Regions from separate parts of the Mus musculus genome. Here all the other regions are linked to region 1. The links are chromatin contacts, called in public promoter capture Hi-C maps. All regions are on one chromosome and are shown on one strand. The core of a region is the stretch at or near the end of the contact, and the rest is flanking DNA. Distances in the headings are between cores, read along the strand shown. Region 1 holds the start of Shisa9 (shisa family member 9). Region 2 overlaps Snx29 (sorting nexin 29). Region 3 overlaps Gm45919 (a long non-coding RNA gene).

Region 1 (4,354 bases), core at 446-2,945:
AGGGATTGTGCTATAACTCACAGAGAAATGTCAGCTGCCATCAGCTCCCACACCAATGTTTATGGGATGGACAAGGTGGTAGCAGTTGTGGGTTGCCAGTATGACAAATATGCCTCCCACCCTATTTGCAGGGTCCTATGGTGAGGAAGCTGGTTGGCAGTTCTCTTTCCTTTTCACAGTGGGGGATGGGTTGGAGTACATTCTACTGCAGTCAGTCTTGGCTCTAAGACCTGGTGTGGTTTACCAAGGTGGCCCTGGGCTGCATTTGTAAATCTTCTTTCATCAAAGGGAGGGGGAGTTTAGCCAAACCCTTTGATTTGGAAAAAACTTGCCACACAGTCTTAATAAATCCTCTCATAAATTATCAATTAAGAGGATCCCAGCAGACCATTTTACATGTGGCCCAACTTCGTGGTCCTTTGAAAATTTCCCCCAAGAGTCCTGCAGCTGAAACCAAACAAGAGGAGAGGGAACAGAAAACATTGCTTCCTCTGTGATTCACCCAGCCTACTGCAAAGAGCATACTCAGTTAATACAATTAAAAAACAAAACGCCAGGGCGTGTGGGGATATAAATTTAGCTTAGCAGCTTTGATGTGAATCCTGATTTAGGGGCTATTGAAATCAAATTCAAGTAGAGGGCAGGAAGAAATAGGAGAAATGGTCGAGGGCTTATGGAGGGCTGGGAGGAATCAGTCAGGAGAAAGGAAGAGAGAACAAATTTGGAAAGGTTGAGAAGAGATGCTGGGAGCCAAGGAAACAACCTCGGTGAGGATGTCGGGGAAGGGGGGCTCCGTGGGGACAGGGGACAGCCTGCTCTGGAGACTGTCGCGCGGGCTGCAGAAACGAGTGGCTGAGGATGAGTGCCCAGGCCTTGCGCTGCGCCAAAACTGCCAGCGCAGAGGCGGCGCCGCTGTGTGCCCTCCTGTGGAGCTCAGCGTTCGCTGCGGGGGCGAAGAGGGACAGAAAGCGGCAGGTCCTAAGGGCTAGGGGAGTTCTTAGGAGAGCCCTTCCAGGGTGAGCCATTGCCTTCGCTTTGTCCGCTGACCGCCTCGCCAGACCACCCAGCTTTTAATATGAGTTCCCAAGCCCCTGTTCTGGGGTGCTTACCACAGCCCAAGGGGTTTGACACCTAACCCACCTTCCCAGTTCCAGCCTCTTCTCTGTTCAGGGACTCGAACCATCCCAGGCTCGCGCCAGGCATGAGGTCGCATCCCCGGAAAGGGCAAGGCAGTTCCTGCACGCCCGGGAGGAGGAGGGAGATCTTGTCTACACTGCTTCTAGTGTGTCTTGGAGTGAGCAAGCCATCTAATCTGTCCCGATTCTCCTAGTCACCCCTTCCCTGATCGACAGATTGCAATCGCAGCTCCTGCGCACGCACCCCTAGGGGGGGAAATCGAGGGCGGAACCACCTCTGAGTCTTTGCTTGGGGTGAGGAGCACCTTTCTCCCCGAGAGGGTGCCAGAGGTCCCGGCCGTGGTTCTTTCCACCTGCCGAGAAATCAGAGCTGTTCTTTCGAGCCTGGCAGCGGTGGAGCTTGCTGCTTTTGCCCGAGCTCTCTCTGCACGCCCCCTATTCGCCCCCGCCCGCCCGAGTCACCTCTTTACGCGCCCCCGCCCCTTTCGAGCTAGCGCTCACCACCACCCCTCCTCTATCCGCCCTCCTCCCCTTCCCCCTTCCCTCTGGCCCTCCCTTCATTCCACAAGTGTCGCTTCTCTCTCTCTCTCCAGCGCACTTGGCGTGCTAGAGAGGTGAAGAGCATCCTGCGAGCGAGCGGACGTGGGGAGCCGAGTCCCGGGTGGCGGGTGGAAGGGAGTTACGGACACAGCGACTCTCTCCTGTTTTCCACCCCCGCCTCCCCCGGTGGCCAGCAGGACCTGCACCCCGCGCTGGCCCCCGCTCCTGCTCCGTCCCCGCCCGGCCCCGGCGCGCTCCTCCCCGGCCGGCCCCCTTCCTCGGCGCGCGTCGCGCTGGAGGCGAACGCAGTCTGAGCCGAGCGCAGTGGCCGCCGACCACCGAGCGCCCCGCGCCGCCTCCCTGCATGTGCGGCCAGCGGCGGCCCGCAGCCCCCGCCAGCAGCCTCGGCAGCTTCGGCCGCGCGTCCAGAGGCGGCGGTAGCGGCTCCAGCGGCGGCCGAGCGCTCCAGCCCGGGTTGGGAGACACGATGCGCCGAGTCCTTCGGCTGCTTCTCGGCTGCTTCCTCACCGAGCTGTGTGCCCGCATGTGCCGGGCGCAGGAGCGATCTGGGCACGGGCAGCTAGCGCAACTGGGCGGCGTACTGCTGCTCACAGGGGGCAACCGCTCCGGAGCCGCCTCCGGAGAGGCCGGCGAGGGCGTCGGGGGCTCGGACGCACCGCCGACTCGAGCGCCCACGCCAGACTCCTGTCGGGGCTACTTCGATGTCATGGGCCAGTGGGACCCGCCGTTCAACTGCAGCTCGGGCGACTTCATCTTCTGCTGCGGGACTTGTGGCTTCCGGTTCTGCTGCACGTTTAAGAAGCGGCGACTGAACCAGAGCACCTGTACCAACTACGACACGCCACTCTGGCTTAACACGGGCAAGCCCCCAGCGCGTAAGGATGACCCCTTGCACGACCCCACCAAGGACAAGACCAACCTTATCGTCTACATCATCTGCGGGGTGGTGGCTGTCATGGTGCTGGTGGGCATCTTCACCAAGCTGGGGCTGGAGAAAGCGCACCGGCCCCAAAGGGAACACATGTCCAGGTGGGCTGCCTCCCCTTCGCCCCCCTCTTTGGGTCCACTTTCCTTTCCCATCCATCTCCAACATTCCCCAGCCGTGCTTCCCTCCACCCCAAGGTCTCCGATTGGGGAATGTCATCCAGGACGACAACTTTCCCTTGTAGCATTGAGCCAAGCAAGGCATTGGGCTCAGCACAGGTGGGAGTGAAGGCCGAGTGTGGAAGGGGAAAGTCTCTTTTCCCCTCGCCCACCTCCTGTTCCCTCTCACCAGATATGATGGTGGGTCTTGAGACACATAGCCGGGTCTTTAAACTCTTGCGTTTTGGGGAGAGGATCCATTTATGGAGGTAAACAGAGGCAGGCGAACCTGAAAGGAAGTGGGGGGGGGGGCGTGTATGATCCGTGTGCTTGTGTGTTGGAGGGAGGGAGGAACGGAGGGAAAGAGTGAGTACCTCCTGCAACTTGTACACTAGCGAAAATGAAGCAAAGGTTAGGGAGAGTGCACCAGAACCAAAGCCTCCTAGTGCTGGCGCTTCCCCAGAGCTTTGAGGGTCCTTGATTAGAACCTCTTCTTTCCCCATTCCATTTCTCCCTCACCATCTATTCCTCTCTGTGCTGCAGCCATCACAACGCTGCACACCTTGCCTGGCCTGGAGATGACTCCACGGGCCCCCTCCACCCTTCAAGCACCTTGATTCATCAACTTTGCCTTTCCCTTTATTCATTATGCAAGTCCTATCACTGGCAAAGTCGCAGCAGATGGGAGAAAGCATTTGGGGATTAAGGGAGCTATTTGCCTTTTTGTTTAACCCCTCCCCCAAGTGTCTAAAATGATTCCCAGAACTCAATAACTTTGGAGGTGAAGGATGCAGAGTAAGCCAGGAGCCAGGGGAGAGATGCTGGGTTAGCATGAGGTCTGAGTGAGAGGGATGCAAGGAGAACTGTGGGCCAGATGACAGCAGGATGGCTGGAGCCAAAGTCCAACTGATTTTAAGTCTGGGCATTGAAGTCACAGTGTTCTCTTCACTCTCCAACACCCTCCTCCCCCACGTAGGGTGTGTGTGTGTGTGTGTGTGTGTATGCGTGCTAGCTCACAAGTGCGTGTGTGCATGCTATCTGTGTACATGCCTAAAAATCTGAACAAAGAGACCTAGCAAAAATAGGCAAAGGAACATTACCACCCCACTGGTAATCATTTTCTGTGTATATGATGAGAAAGAGTATCCAATGAGTTTTTCCTTTTCCCAGAGATAAGGGATCTGGAGGGAAGGTGGGGAAGTTCTGCTCAGTTTGGGTTAGTGGTAGATGGTGTTTTCTTGGGGCACAAAAATAAGCTCCCAGGGCACCCAGGAAACTGGAACCAAGAAAAGGTGCTGACCCAGCCTACCTCCTGCTACTCCCAGGTGCTCTACCTCCAGCTTCCCAGGGGGTTCACTTTAGGAGAGCTCTATCCAGGGACATCTTCTGTTGTCCTTAGGGTGAGAGTGAGAAATGGATGCAGGTCTGCCCTGGATGCATGTTGCCATGCAGGGAGCCAGTACTCAGACAGGAAAGCTGTCTTGCTGTCACCCTAACTTGGGCTGAAATCTCCCCCATGCCTTTTTGCTAAGTTCTAGAGTTTCCCTTTTTGGGATTTGGTGGGAAGAGGAGCT
Region 2 (4,032 bases), core at 1,224-3,723, 560 kb before region 1:
TGACTCAAGAGTTTCATGAATGAGCAAGGGTTCCCCTGAGCGATACAGTCTTCCTGGACATTTAGCCCCAGGTCTACGGGTCTGCACTCTTTTCCTGGAAGAAGGCCTGAGCATCAGCTAATGCACCTGCAGCAATCAGGAACGTTCTTTGCCTATTCTAGAGATTCATGGCCTCACTTCCTTTCCCAAATGCTTAGTGACTTTTGGCTTAGTACAGTGTCAGACTTCGCCAATCGTGAGGTGCTGCTGCCCTCTAGTGTCCACTACAAGCAGGCGCAATTCATTTATCAAAAACCCCGATTCTGCTGTGGGCCCTAGATTATGGACTTTGGAAATAACTTCCCTTGCTTCAAGGTTTTGTTTTGTTTTATTTTAAATAAAAAAGGCACATGCAGCAACTAGAAACGAGTCTTAATGATGCCTGTTCAAAAGAAATGGGTAGTACATGAAGCCTGTATGTGGGTGGGAAGAGTTTAAAGGTAGCTAATAGGCCAGCTGAGCACATGGTAAGGAGAAATGGAGTTGAAAGTAAAGCCTCATTCTCTGTGTGACTTCTGCAGATGCCCCTGTGGGAAGTCTGGAGAATGGAACAGGAACAGAAAACCATATAATCCCAGAGCCTGGCCTTCGGTACAGGTCAGTATCAGGACACCAAGCCCATCAGTGGATTGGGCCATGCTGTTTACCTCTCTGCCTTGTATTTTCATTTGGAGACAGGTGGTACCTGTTGGAGTTGAAGACTGAGGCCCAATCTCACGTTTGTGCTCAGATCGAAGAAATAGAAAAAAAAAATCCAGAAAACTAAGTTGCCAGTGTACCTGTTGCTCGCAGGGAACATTGCCCTGGTCTCCCAAATATCACCTCATCTCTGTTGCTCTTATTTCCTCCTCTCTCTTCACAATTTTAATTTGGTGTCTTGAAGTTAGCCATCTGTGTACTTGACTTAGCTTCAAGGTAAGGGGGTCCTTGCTGCCCCACACCTTGCTTGGTGTTTTGTCACCCAGAACAGATAGGATTCTGAAAATGATACACCATGAAGGGGCTGATACCACTGAGCCCTGCCTCATAAAGGATGGTGTCCCTGCACCCTTCCGGAATTCTGATTCCTTTCTTCTTGTGTTTTTGAGCCTTTTCCAAATGCAACAGTGATCAAGGAATGCAAGCCCTGGCCTTGGGGTCTCCTGCTGCGTATGGACAAGCCAGTGCTATTATTCACATTAGAAATTGATTGTAGATATGCATGCAGTCCAGTTACCTGCCCGCATTATGCTCTCTGAGCCTCTCTGAGCACCAGCCTGCTTACAGGGGGATGCTGGAACCTGTTGTTATGGCATTTCTATATTCACTGATAATGCATAACCTGCCTCTCTGTGTGTCCTCATTTAAAGGCATCTTGTTTAGAATCTACAAGAGATGTAGCTCAGCTGTAGGAGAATGCTTGCATAGCATGCATAGAGCTCTGGGTTTGATCCCCAGCACCATATAAAACTTGGGAAGCGAAGACAGAAGGATCAGAAGTTCAAAATCATCTTTGGTCACTGTACTGGCTAGTTTTGTGTCGACTTGACACAGCTGGATTATCACAGAGAAAGGAGCTTCAGTTGAGAAAATGCCTCCATGAGATCCAACTGTAAGGCATTTTCTCAATTAGTGATCAAGGGGGAAAGGCCCCTTGTGGGTGGGACCATCTCTGGGCTGGTAGTCTTGGCTCTATAAGAGAGCAGGCTGAGCAAGCCAGGGGAAGCAAGCCAGTAAAGAACATCCCTCCATGGCCTCTGCATCAGCTCCTGCTTCCTGACCTGCTTGAGTTCCAGCCCTGACTTCCTTGGCTATGAACAGTGGTTTGGAGGTGTAAGCTGAATAAACCCTTTCCTCCCCAACTTGCTTCTTGGTCATGATATTTTGTCCAGGAATAGAAACCCTGACTAAGACAGTCACATAGAAAATTCCAGCCCAGGATCCATGAGAGACCATCAGAAACAAACACTGTTGACTTGTTGACATTGGACAGTGATATTTCATGCTTGTCTGAATGAAGCTTACATAATATGTGGGGCCCTTGTACTGGGAACATGGACCTGGAGACTATTCTAACTAGGGAAAGTGACAATACAAACCATAAGAATGTGACAAAGTAGACTACTGAAAGGACGTGTGTTCACGCGTGTGTACACGAGTTGGAAGAGGAAGGCAGTGGTTTCCTGTCTGACCCAGCTGCACACATGCCCACTGAGTGACTAACTCTTCCCTCGTGAGTGAGCGGCTTCCAGAGGGTGTTTGGATTGGTTTTGGAGTTACCAGTAAATTTCAGACATCTGCTGAGCAGCTTCATTGTTTTTCCAGTAGATTCCTGGGGAAACGTTTTGCCTGAGAGTGTTGTGAACACTGAAGTTGCATTTTGGGATGAGTGTAACTTCCTTCTGTCTACTTCCTCCCAGTAGGGAAGCCAGTTCTCCAGGCCAAGGAAGTCCTCTGAGCAGCTTGCTACCTTCTGCCTCAGTGCCTGAGTCCATGACAGTCCGTAAGTACTCTCAGAGGCTGGCATGTGTGCCAGCAGGGCACCTGTGCTTATCCTGTGCAGGTGTGGGCTTTGAAGTGAGCATGAAGTTAGTGAGTGTTTGCTTTCTGTGCACCTGATCGTGGTATCGCTGTAAGCTTCCAGACTATGGCCGGATTGTGGTGCATGGGGGTGAATCTGCTAAAGGATGCAAGGAACCTTCTGTGCCTTGCGGTTTCTAAGCTACCTTCTGTGTGCAGCCAGAGTAAGGCTGTCTTCTGACTTTCCTTGTGACTCTGGACAAATCAGTTTTGCTGATGACATATTCTAATGACAGGTGGTGCAAATCATTTCCAGCTTCAGAGGGAAGTATTAGGGACACGGCAATGAAGAGTGTGTGTGTGATGGCCCGCACCCACACCCACACCCACACCAGCAATTGTTTAACAAGATAGATGTTCAATGACTAGGTCAGTTGGGATTGGGGCCGGTGCCCTGACTGGGGTTGGCAGAGTGGGCTAGCATGAGACTCCATGGTCATCAGAGGCCAGGGCTCTTCCTTTTCCTGACTAGCTGTTGTCTTTGCTTTCTGAGCTCTGGCCATTTCGTTCCTACCCCTAATGGCAGGAAGGAGAGGGGCAGAGGGCAGGCTTTCTGTTTCCATATCACATTCAGAGATCAACACTTGGATAGTGTAAAAATTATGCCTTTTTTCCTCATCAGCCTTTGGGTAAAAATTAACATTTCCTTCAAACACCAAAGTACAACAAACCTTGAGCCCATAGTGGTGATGTCAGATGGAGAGTAACTTTATCCAGAGAAGTTCCAGGCCCCTTTAACATCACCCCAGGATGCCATTTCTGCTTGGAAATGCATTAGTTATCTGAGGTGACATAGAAACTTCCACACGGATCTCCTAGATCTCCAAGCCTGGACCTTTCTGTTTACGTGAACACTCTCCAGAGCCATGTTCCCTATGAGCTGAGGTTTCCCACAGTCCTCTGGCTGCAGAGCAGGAACTGCTAGTGTGAGTTCTGTTGCTGTGCAGGGCTGAACAGATACTTAGGTCTATGTGAGGACGACTTGTCTGTCACCTTCTCCTAGTGGCCAGGCATGGTTCCCAGAGCCCTTCTCAGCCTCTCTCCAGTGTGGGGTATGGAGCAGGTGAATTGGTTCTCTGGGGGCTGCCATGGATCTTGCCTCTGAGCCTCCCAAGCCATTTCCATCCCTGACAAAGCCACCAGCTTGGTCAGTTCCTTTCCCATGAGGACATTCTTGTGATACCTCTGAGCTGTGCCTGCAGCAGGGACTCAGCCCGTTTTATTTTCATTCATCTCTTTTTTTTAGAAATTAATCCTAGTTGTTTCTGGTCATCTTTGGCTTGAGACCTATCAGGAATTCCCAGCCAACCTTCTGAAGGAAAGGCCCACATTGGTGGGCCATTTGACTCTGGGTGTCTGGTAGTTATATGGGCTGTGCAGAACAGTTGTTTGTGAATGGGTGGGTGGGTTAGCCTTTGTTTTCAGGGGTGATTT
Region 3 (4,716 bases), core at 1,509-4,008, 620 kb after region 1:
CTTCCACAATAGCATCTGGGTTTGGTGATTGTACATGGGATGGATCCCTAGGTGGGGCAGTTTCTGGATGGCCTTTCCTTCGGTCTCTGTTCCACACTTTGTCTCCATATTTACTCCTGTGGTATTTTGTTCCCTTTTCTAAGAAGCACTGAAGCATCCACACAATCATTCATAATAATCATCCTTGAATTGAAAATCAGTGGGAATATTGAATTTCTGAGATAATTAAGCAAGATGGTATAGAAGGAAGAGGGAGAAGGAGGAGATGAAGGACGAGGAGATGAAGGAGGGAGAGATGATATGGAGGAAGAAAAAAGGAAGAGAGGGGAAAGGAGAAGCAGGAGTAGGGAAAAGAGGAGAAGAAGAACAACAATAATAATGGCAAGAAAAGCACACAGTCTAGCTCATAGTCAGCAAGATGCATTTATTTAATTTTCTATCTGTTATCCATCCATCTGCCCAACAATGTCTACATCTTAGTTTTAATAAAGTACTTTTATTTTATTCCTGGCCCCATCCTATTTTTTAGTTTCCTGTTTTATTCTTTCACCCCCAGTTAATAGGGACCCATCCCCATGCCAAGCTCTATTACTCTATGAAGCAAAAACACAATACTATACTCCAGGAGTTCCTGTCAAGTGTGGTTTGTACGTATGTGGAATTAGAGGTGACCACTTGGGATTTGATAACATACTGAGAGCTCACCCTAGGAAAGAATAATTCTTCCTTTCCTGACAGACATTAACTGACTGTAAATTTTCAGGTAGGTTTGGGACCTGTCAGATTTCCCTCATTTGCTATGACACCTCAGCTGATGGGATTGTTGTGCAGCTTTTGTTTAGGCAGCCATGTTGCTGAGATTTTGAGGGTACAGTTAGAGCAGGAAGAGAGGAGGGGATGGTGTAAATATATACTCGTGTATGAAATTCTTCAAAGGTTACATTTTAAAAAACAACTCCTGTCTTAGAGGAACTGTGGAACTGTGTGGCTATATATTCAGCACATCCCAGCCTTTGAGCTCTGGCACACAAACTTCTCTCCTGTCCTATCTGTCCTCTCCTACATGAAACTCAGTCCACCTTACTCCAATGACTCTATGGCTTGGTCTCAACCTTCCCCAACTCATTCTACTTTGCCACTTGGAAACAGACACAGTCACTCATTCACCCGACCCCACCTGTGCAATTCGCAACAGCTTCCTCCTCAGGGTAATCACAGGGTAAGATTAATTATGCTAATCATCCTCTGCAGGCTGATATGATTAACCAGAGTGTGAGATAGCAGCTCCAGAGACCCACACAGGAGGTGCTTAACTGCTGGGTTTAATCTCACTACTCAACACAATAATTAAAGAGGGGTACAAGCTTGATCTTTTCAATTGAGAACCATGGAAGTTGCATGAATTTTTCAGGGAGGGTCTTGCCACTCAGGGAGCACCCCCTAGAGCCCACTATTTACTGTTTACTTGGAATAAGGTCCTCAGAAGATAGCTCATTCTCTGTGCAATGAAACTGGGGTAGTCATAATTTGATACACATAAAAACCCTTTTCTTTTTCCACCCACAATTCTAAATCTTTGAGAAGAAGCAATGTTTTCCTTTATTTGAAAATCAGAAAAGTTAAAAAGCTAGATTGGAGATTAGAGATTCTTGTCATGGGTTTTATGAAGTATTGATTCTGAAAGTTGACTTAGTGATAAAAGTTTATAATAAAAGATTAGGGTTTCTAATTTCCACATTTAAAAGATATATTTTGGACTCTCTCCATTTTATTTGAATTTCTTATATATGAGTATTGACTGTATTTACATTGTTTAGACCCCCTCCTCTGCACTTTAACTCTTCCCATGCCCTCTCCATTCCTTACAAGTTGTTGACTTCTTCCTTAATATGCACATGTAACCCACCGAGTCCATTTAGTGTAAACATATATATATGTGTGTTTGGAGCTGACCACTTGGTATTGAGAACATAACCCATTAGAAAGGTTATAATCCCCAGGAAAGACTCATTCTCCTTCTCTTGGTAACCTTCAATTGCCTGTAGGATCTACAAAAACAGAGAACATGTGATATTTCTTCTTCTGAGCTTGGATAAACTTTTTAAAAGTTATTATAATTTATGTGTGAGAGAAGAAGAATGTACATATTTTGGTAAGTGGGGGGGGGGGCAGTGATCTGGGGAATCAGAAAACTGTGGAATAGATTCTCTCCTTCCACCCTTATGTGAGATTCAGTAGTCAAACTCAGGTCCTCAGGCAGGACCAAGAGCCTTTACCGCTAGACCATCTCACTGTCTCATACAGTACTTTCTTGAAGAATCAAAAATGAACATTTCATTTGCATATTAAAGGTTCTTAACATCCTGCAACAAAGAATACTATTAAATTAATAGTTTTGAAATTAATTGCATAATAGATATTTTTGTTTTGTCCCCCACCCCACCCCAACCCCAACAACTCCTATTTCACATATTTGGTTTATTGCAAGATTTTAGGAAACAGGATAAGGAAGATAAGAAACAAGCAGGGTAGGAAGAAAGCCAACAGAAAAGTGTGTTAATGAATGATCCACGCTGAAAGATCCTCGTGGAACACACCACAGAATTGTCTTGCGCCGAAACCAGGAAGGCTGAGACATTTATTCATCGATTCCCATTCCTCAGCATTTAGTAGCTACCCCGAGGGAATCTAACCTCTGTGTGATTGTGAGTCTAATCAAGAGATGGGGAAATAAGATAAGGCAGCCCTGTTAATAAGGGACAGATGTTCACTGGAGAGAGGGGAGCTGTCCTCTTTTCAGGTGCTGAAATTTTAGTAGCCATAAAGCTATGCAGAATGGTTCTCCCAAACTCTTTCTACACTACATAACTTTTAAATGATACATTGTAATGCTAACTTATTGTCATCCAAAGGACTATATGTGCACAGTCCAGGAAGCACTGCTGTGTCTGAGACCAAAGGTTCTTTTCTACACCTGACTCCACCTCCTTTCTTCTTGCCAAGAACATAAAAGACTCACTCTGCTCCCTTGCATTTAGACAATAATGTTGGTCAGTACGTGAAAAACTGGGTGGTGTGTTTCTTTCTACATGGGGTGCTGACATTCTTCACATAGCTTCCCATATTTTGTTTCCCCTGCAGTGACAATCTGAAGGCATCCACAGAGAGTGCTGTAACAAGAAAGCAGACTGAGGGACTCAAGACAACTCAGCAGATAAAGAGCTCCATAGCAAGCATGATGACATCAGTTCAGTTTCTGAAAACCACGTGCTGAAAGAAGAGAACCAACTCTTACTAGTTGTCCCTGACTTCCATACATGTACCTTTATACACTCATAAGTGCATTTGCACACACACACACACACACACACACACACACACACAAGAAGGAAGCTGTATAGACCCTTGGGTGGTCTAGGAAGAGATAACCTAGTTTGCTACACAACCTCCAACAAACTTTGAATGAAAAAGGAACCAGCATTCCTATATCAGTGTGCTCGTACACCAACTGGAACTGAAGGCTTTATCTCAGAATAGACTAAGAGGCCTAGAGAGTACAGCCATGGATATGCAAAAGTTGCAGTGGTCTACTCTGAGTTATCTGATGTGGGTCAGCCAGTACTACAGAAAGATAAAGGAGAGGGCAAAGACAAACTGAACGTTGTCTGTGCTTCTTAGTGCAAGAACAAAACCACAAAAATGAGTGACGGGGGAGCCAGTGACCCAAGCACGGTACGCAAATGTCCTCATTGTGAAGAGTGAGATAGCTGTGAGGATGCTATTTAACCTTATGGGATTGAATATGCATGAAACACCCTCTGAAAAGTGGGTGGGATCTGAGTGCTGTGTTTCTAAGCCCTGGCTCCTGGCTCACACCATGTGATTCCAGATAATGCCATTACCACACAGTGTGGTGTGAATGGGGTCCATAGGGAATGAGCTCTGTGAGGCAGTATTCAGGAACCCTAAAGGGAAGACTGAAAAGCTAAAAGAAAGATTGCTATTGGGAGTGTACCCTTGACTGTATGAATCTCCAGACATTGCTGTGTGAGGAGAAAAACAACTCTTGTCAGCTAACCTACCATTTATCTTTGGTTTCTACTGCTTACAGCAGAAGTTAGTTTCAACTGACACCCTCATCTCATTGTTCCTTTCTAACATATGTAGCAGGATGACACTGTGCAAGACACAGAAGAAGAAAACAAGTTAGTTTTTCTTGGAGAACCTCTGACACCCCAACTTCCAAAGTAGTGGTTAGAATTTTCATAAAAACAGAAGCTTGTAGGTGGGTACTTGCATTTAAAACAAGGTAATGAATGATTAAAATAACCATACAAATTGTACAAGATCCATGTGCCAGAGGTTGTTTGCAAGGTCACATATTCCCAAGTAGCTTCTTGATGCATACTTAATTTTAGTTAAGACTTCCTCCAGCTCCTATATGTGTGTAACACACACACACACACACACACACACACACACACACACACACACACATTCACTCTATATATTCCTCTAGAGAACCCTGACTAATGCATAATACCAGACTGGTTCTAGAGTAATAGAAGTATAAAAATGAATTTTAAGTTTCTGGAACAGGCTTTCTAATTTGCCAAAGGCTCTCCTGAGGGCCCTCCCCTCCCCCATCAGTCACTAATTAAGTAAATGCCCTCCAGGCTTGCCTACAGCCTATGAAGGCAGTTTCTCAATTGAGGC

The links. Promoter capture Hi-C pulls out the DNA fragments that hold promoters and counts their contacts.
Region 2: a contact with region 1 is called in a promoter capture Hi-C map of the HPC-7 cell line, with 5 times the contacts expected there. The contact joins the enhancer-like site here to the promoter of Shisa9 in region 1. A contact is called at or near these places in 17 of 39 promoter capture datasets (the 3T3-L1 cell line, the C10 cell line, the HPC-7 cell line and 10 more), 1 of 15 datasets of contacts at CTCF or cohesin (hippocampal excitatory neurons), 9 of 484 Hi-C or Micro-C datasets (the N1E-115 cell line, cerebral cortex, cortical neurons and 5 more) and 6 of 115 datasets of contacts at active chromatin or transcription factors (astrocytes, bone marrow-derived macrophages, embryonic forebrain and 3 more).
Region 3: a contact with region 1 is called in a promoter capture Hi-C map of second pharyngeal arch cranial neural crest, with 2.9 times the contacts expected there. The contact joins the enhancer-like site here to the promoter of Shisa9 in region 1. A contact is called at or near these places in 12 of 39 promoter capture datasets (3T3-L1-derived adipocytes, the HPC-7 cell line, embryonic stem cells and 7 more) and 3 of 115 datasets of contacts at active chromatin or transcription factors (astrocytes, forebrain and stem cell-derived neural progenitor cells).

Annotation. Positions count from the first base shown.
Region 1 is chr16:11,982,418-11,986,771 of GRCm38.p6, forward strand. Shisa9 (shisa family member 9) reads left to right here and starts at 1,696. Exons shown (of 5, transcript NM_028277.2): 1 at 1,696-2,726. The coding sequence starts at 2,164. Gm32278 (predicted gene, 32278) reads right to left here and starts at 1,328. Exons shown (of 2, transcript NR_155455.1): 1 at 1,141-1,328.
Region 2 is chr16:11,418,263-11,422,294 of GRCm38.p6, forward strand. It overlaps Snx29 (sorting nexin 29), which reads left to right. Exons shown (of 21, transcript NM_028964.4): 10 at 561-636; 11 at 2,442-2,521. Among named protein-coding and RNA genes, the nearest start is that of Snx29, 97 kb to the left of the region's middle. Within about 2 kb of position 2,474, at least 53 of the 459 cell types and tissues checked have an H3K27ac peak or open chromatin away from gene starts, as enhancers often do. A contact at or near this core is called in the HPC-7 cell line, bone marrow-derived macrophages, embryonic fibroblasts and 2 more, where this site is marked.
Region 3 is chr16:12,605,698-12,610,413 of GRCm38.p6, forward strand. The region is part of intron 3 of Gm45919 (a long non-coding RNA gene); the gene reads right to left. Among named protein-coding and RNA genes, the nearest start is that of Gm45919, 76 kb to the right of the region's middle. Within about 2 kb of position 2,759, at least 6 of the 459 cell types and tissues checked have an H3K27ac peak or open chromatin away from gene starts, as enhancers often do. A contact at or near this core is called in second pharyngeal arch cranial neural crest, where this site is marked.